2 separate regions of the Mus musculus genome follow, and region 1 is linked to region 2. A link is a contact called in public promoter capture Hi-C data. All regions are on one chromosome and are shown on one strand. The core of a region is the stretch at or near the end of the contact, and the rest is flanking DNA. Distances in the headings are between cores, read along the strand shown.

Region 1 (3,147 bases), core at 2-2,501, 2.6 Mb before region 2:
AAAATAATACAAAAAAAAAAAAAAAAAAAGAGTTTAAGCTAGGTTTGCTCCTTTATCACAAAATAATCTTCAACCTTCAGCTCCAGAAAAGTAACTGTAAAAATCAAAGTACAGTTATTAATGATTTCAAGTTATACTATAAGTCCGGTGACTTCTTTGAACATACATAGCCGCTTCTGCAGCCCTATCTTATAGGGGAAAAAAATTCTAATACTTAGCAAGTTAAGACACTCATCCAGCATGGGGGTCTCGGAACAAGATTTAGCTTCACCTCTTCAGGGCGGAACCTCCTAAGAGGTGTGCACAAGCCTTGACATTGCAACCGCTCCGCTACCTGGTATTAAGTAAAGGAGGCCTGAAAGCAACCCATCTACGTGGCTATTTTCACGCGATTGTTAACGAGACCTACAGAGTGAAAAGAAAAAGGAAAGTGGCCAGGAGCTTTTCTGTCTTTGGCGTCAGCCCAGGGCAGCCCAGACGGCCCTCTTTCTAGGTTTTGCTCAACGTACAGGGCAAGAAAAGGCACCACATTCTCGCCAGAACGCCGGCCAATCTCCTGCTTGTGGATGGCATTCAGGGTGCAAACTTTTAGGTTAAAAACTCAGTTGACTGTTGCTGTTTTTAAGTTAACCTTACCAAACAAAAGGTTTCGTGATGGCGTTGTGCACACAAGCCTATCCCAGCGCCTGGCTCACATTCTCCTCCCACTTCCTCCCTGCCTGTACGCCTGCGCTGACAGCAAGGTCGCGGTCGCAGGCAAACTCGCTTTCGGAGTGAAGACCCCGGTCCCCAAAGTTCTGCGGCCGTACGGAGGCGGATGGGCTTAGCAGCGCCCAGGAGGCGGCGCGGGCGAGCGGCGGGCCACGGCGCGGAGGTCAGCGGGAGGAGCTCAGCGCCGCGGGCCGGCTGCGGTCGCTGCAGAGGGCGGTTGGCCCCGCGCCACCCTGCGCACCGAGACCGGTCCCCTCCGCAGCGGGCTTGGGCGCGGGCTGCGGACCCGGCCGGGCAGAGCAAGGCAGGGCAGGGCACGGCGCCGCGGCCCCTCCGCCGGCCGGCGCGGAGCTGGGCGAACGACTTACTGAAGAACAGGCGGTAGTCCTGCGAGCGGGGATGGCCCAGCTCCTCCGTGCGGTACAGGGACATGACGCGGCGCGGAGGGCGGGCGGCGGCCCCCACGCGCCACCCTCGGCCGACGCTCAGCAGCGGCAGCAGCGCGCGCATGGCGGACGGTCTGCGAGAACCGCAGGGTCGGTGCTGGGCCCGGCGCGGCCGCTCGACGGCGCCCCCTGCCGCCCGGAGCCCGCACTGCCTCCCCGCGGTCGGCCTCAAGTGGCATCAAGTCCCACCCTCTTCTGCATTCCTGGGGCCACCTACCTCTCCACTTTGCTCCACAAGCCCTCAGAGGCCGAAGACCATCAAGACAAGGACCTTAGAAGCCCCAGGAATTCACCACCACGCACCCACTCACACACTGTCAGTGTCTGCGGTCAGACTTTGATTACATTAATGTAGCACTTGGTTGCATGCATACCTCCAGAAATTTCTAAAGGAACATCCAAGCCGGAAGGAGGGAGTGTACACACACGCGCGCGCGCGCGCACACACATACACACACACACACACACACACACACGACTATAATGTATAATGATCGAGCGTCCTTGTGAAGACATCTGACACAGATTTATCCTAAATCTGTAATTCCCTCAAACGCCACTTCCTCCATAAGGCCCTTTAATATTTAACCCAAGTACAGGTAACTTTTAACTTCTCTGCAATTGCATACTTCACAAGTATTTCTGTCTGGTCCGGTGGCCACAACTAGTTACAACAGCAGTCTTTGCAGTCTGGTCCAGTAACAACGGGAGCTGTGGTTCTAAGGAAGGAACCAACCATTGCCCTTTTCTGTAGACCAGTTGATTGGGAAGACCTCACTGGAATGGTCTTCCGGACCTCTACCAGTTTCTGCTCCAACTGTGAGCAAGGCTCACATCCTCACCTACTGGGTTCTTTCTGCATCTAAATTGTGACAGTTAAAACCCAAACTGGTTTTACCCAGGTTTCAGAAAGGATCTCTTAGAGGTGCCACTAGCCACTTAGACATTGCTTAGCCTAGTCTCTAAAAAATTTTGACATTAGTGGCTTTGTAACACGTCAACATGATTAGGCGGAGTTGCAAGCTAAGTTGTCCTATAAAAAATGGAAACATTTCCTTCCTGCGTTTATTTCATTGATTTATATGATTCTGCCTATGTTAAAAAAAGAAAGCTTAAAATTTCACCTAAACTTCAAATATTGGATATTTGAGAAAGAAATTCCTACTGAAACAAGGTTCTGGGCTGTCTAATAGTCTAGATTCTTAAAATTAGCATCAAATTCCGGGTATGTGATTTAGGAACATATTACTTTATGGCATTAAAAAGAAATGGCTTGATTTTGAACATATAAAATCTCATCTTTCATTTTCTATAATTTACTGAAATACCTGTGGATCAAAACCGAATATACAATACATGTTATGAGAACAAAGTTGGCTTACTGGTTAATTTTAAAATACAAATTTCTGAAGATATTTATTCAACAATAGTTGTCCATTTCAAATGTAGACATTTGGAACCTAACTCGCTGAATTTCCTCTGTGGACATCTGTCACTATCATGTAGCAAGTGTGGGGGTTTGAATAGGTAAGGCCCCCATAGACTTATGTGTTTGAATTACATAGGGAGTGGCACTATTAGGAGGTGTGGTCTTGTTGGAGGAAGTGTATCACTGTGGGGGCCTGGCTTTGAGGTCTCCTGTATCCAAGCTCCGCCCAGTGTGGAACACAGTCTCCTCCTGACTGCCTTCCAATCAAGATGTAGAACTCTCAGCTTGTCTAGTATGGCTGCCTGCATGCTGCCATATTTCCTTCCATAGTAATAATGGACTGAACCTCTAAAACTGCAAGCTACTCTCAATTAAATGCTTTCCTTTATAAGAGTCGCCTTGGTCATAATGTCTCTTCACAGTAATGATGAAATTAAGACAGTAAGTGTGTGTCTTAATTTTTAATTCTAGGACTTTACAAAACAGGGGTAAAGACAAATGTTCAAAAAGCTCTTGAGCACAGATCCAGAATTTACAAATAAAAGAGAAAACTGGCTGAGC
Region 2 (3,091 bases), core at 214-2,713:
TATTTGAAATGAGCTGCAGATACAGCTTTTAATGTGATTTCTAAGTGTGGCTATGTTTATCTGCATCAAGATGGAGAGATTGGAAGGTTTTCAGTGTCGACTCTTTTTCCTTTTACACCATTATTCGTCAGAATCTGTAGCGCTCCATGGAGTGGAACACTTTATTAACCATGTGGTTGTTAGCGGGTAGCTGATTATATCAGGGCATTACATGTTATGCAATGAAAACATGAATGGACTGGGTGAAAACATTTAGGTCATTAATTTGATGACTTTTTTTTTCTTTTTTTTTTGCTTTTTTTTTTTTTTTTTTTTTTTTTTTTTTGCTTTTTCGAGACAGGGTTTCTCTGTGTAGCCCTGGATGTCCTGGAACTCACTCTGTAGACCAGGCTGGCTGGCCTTGAACTCAGAAATCTGCCTGCCTCTGCCTCCCAAGTGCTGGGATTAAAGGCGTGCGCCACCACTGCCCGGCTTAATTTGATGATCTTGCCTTGGCATGTCTTCATTTAAAAATGAATAAGGAAATGTATTCATTCATTTATTCAAAACTAGGTTTGTCTCTCTACACCAGCCTTTATCCAACGCCTAAAACAGAGACTGGAGAGATTCCACAGTGGGAAGAACAGAGACCGCAGGCGCATGCATACGGACAGCTATTTGAGAGAGACCCGAGGAAAGGATATAGTCAGAGCGGTTTACCTAGTTTCTTGACAAAGATGGCAGTGATAATGGGCTCTTCTTTCAAGTCCAAGGAAGGTGTTCATTACTTTTGACAACATGATGAAAAACAAGGACCCATAGTGTAAACGTTCACATAGACATTTGGAGGTCGCTGACTCCCTCTGGTCCTCCTCTTCATCTTGCAGACAAAACTTTACCATCCAGGCAAAGTCTCAAATAGTCGTTTGCACACAATCATAAATTAACCACCCTTTATAGCGTTCTTGCTCTCTGTAAGACTTGCAGGTTAAGTGCTTTAACTTTGGGAGATCTTTTGATCAGAGCGCCACAGGGGTATTTAATATCTTCCTTTTAGAGACTTGCGGACTTGCCCAAAGTGAGATAGCTAGTAATTAGCAAATGCTTGGTTAAAAGTCTGTAAAGTGTGTGCTCTGGCTGAAAAACAGAAGAGGCCGGGAAGCAGAAGGGCCCGGGCTACCTTATGTACAGGACGCCATAAAGATTTTAAACCAGGTCTAATTACCCTAGGATAAAGGCATCGTGGCCCTTGTTTTCTCTTATGGAAGTGGGGACGCCTCCTCTGTCACTCGCTTTTGCTCCCACCAGGGACCCTACACCTAACTTCTCACGTGACGTTCCTACCGGGGCTAGAAAACGCACCCGCCTACGGAAGCCGCACTACACATCCGCCGCTCAACGCGGCGCCATCCACACAGGTTCCCCGCGTCCGCTTCCGTACAACATGGCGGCGCGCTCGCTGACGCGCCGCCTTCCCTGACGTACTTCCTGTCCGGCGCCGTCACACTTGACCCCTGAACTCACCCGCCCCTTCCTTTTCCTCTTCCGGGGACGGTGCTCAGAGGTATGGTGGCCTTCTTCTGCTCTGTGTTTTTTTACCGTTTACGATCCGTAGCCATCCGAGGCGTCAGGCGGGCGGGACGCCCTTGGGGTCGGGACTGTCGCTGGGGTCGGTGGTGAGGGACGAGGAGAGGTGCGTACCGGCCGAGGCCTCGGCTCGTAGACTCGGGAAGCCCGAGATCAAACCCGGCTTCCGAAGCGGTGAGTGGCCGGAGCTGCGCGCACCCTGGCCGTCGGCTACGGCGAGCGAGAGACCGAGTCGTGGTCGTGAAGCGCAGAGCGAGCGGAGCGCGGCCTCCGGCTGCTCCCCTGGTGCTGTCTGCCATGGTGGCTAGTCAGCGAGCGGGACGCGGCGGCGGCGGCTGGCTTGGTTAGGAAGATACGAATCAAGCAGTGGCGGCTCAGGGTCCTTAGCACTGGTCCGGGTCGCGCTTGGCGTTTGGGCTCCTTTTACGTAAAGTGGGTGTTGGGAAGGTGTGGAAGACAGGTCACCTGTAGCGCTTATTAATCAACTCCAGCCATTCGTCCCAGGGCTTGAGATTTAAACGAAGTCGCCTGTGTGTGAAGCTCTCGGGTAGAATGTTTGTCTGGCACGTTGACGGTCTGGAGTCCAAAATGCAGCATCGCTGCTGCGGGCTGGAGAGTCCTTTAGTAGCTGGTCTGCTAAGGAACGAACGAAGTTGGATTTGAAACAGCACGAAACCCGGCCCTAGTAGTAAACAAGACTTCTCCAGGACGCTGTTTTGGGACAAGACCTAGATTGTCATGACGCCTTACCAGCTGCCGCCACTGGGGTAGTTCGGTGTCTTCATCCTACTGGTAGCTGTATAAATTAGGGGGGAATACTGTCTTAGAGCCCAGGAGCTCTTCATCTCTAGTTTAAATGTGGGATTCTTTAGAACCGGGCCTTTGTAAGAGCACGGTGTGAATGAGTGTGTATATGAATGTAAGATATTTTATGTGGTGACGCTTTGGCCTTTATTATGGTGAAAGGTGATTGTGTTCTCTCTAAATTGTAGGCACTCAGGATGGTCCAGCGTTTGACATACCGCCGTAGGCTTTCCTACAACACAGCCTCTAACAAAACTAGGCTGTAAGTATCTGCAAGTTTGAAATAACTTTCAAATCGCTTTCTCTAGTATGCTGAGCTACTTACAATCTCCCTTCCTAGGTCTCGAACCCCTGGCAACAGGATTGTTTACCTCTACACCAAGAAGGTTGGGAAAGCACCTAAATCTGCATGTGGCGTGTGCCCAGGCAGACTTCGAGGGGTGAGTGTCCTTTTGATAGAGTTTTAATCCCTCAGTAGGCGGACTTGATATCTCTAGTCCGAAGTAGCCAATGTGAGAAATGACCAAAATGGCTTCCCAGTAAAAGCAGACTTCCCTTTGTAACCCAGTTCCCAGTTACTAGGAAATAAATGTCTTTCTCCTTGAGCATCTTAAGGTAATCACGGTCTTTGTTCTACAGGTTCGTGCTGTGCGGCCCAAAGTCCTTATGAGACTGTCTAAGACACAGAAGCACGTCAGCAGGGCCTATGGCGGCTCCATGT

Evidence for each region. Capture Hi-C pulls out chosen DNA fragments and counts their contacts.
Region 1: a contact with region 2 is called in a promoter capture Hi-C map of liver, with 2.2 times the contacts expected there. The contact joins the promoter of Ppa2 here to the promoter of Rpl34 in region 2. A contact is called at or near these places in 1 of 39 promoter capture datasets (liver) and 1 of 9 other capture datasets (liver).

Annotation. Positions count from the first base shown.
Region 1 is chr3:133,308,214-133,311,360 of GRCm38.p6, reverse strand. It overlaps Ppa2 (pyrophosphatase (inorganic) 2), which reads right to left and starts at 1,251. Exons shown (of 12, transcript NM_146141.2): 1 at 1,080-1,251. The coding sequence starts at 1,221.
Region 2 is chr3:130,728,770-130,731,860 of GRCm38.p6, reverse strand. It overlaps Rpl34 (ribosomal protein L34), which reads left to right and starts at 1,463. Exons shown (of 5, transcript NM_001005859.3): 1 at 1,463-1,543; 2 at 2,559-2,632; 3 at 2,711-2,810; 4 at 3,010-3,091. The coding sequence starts at 2,568.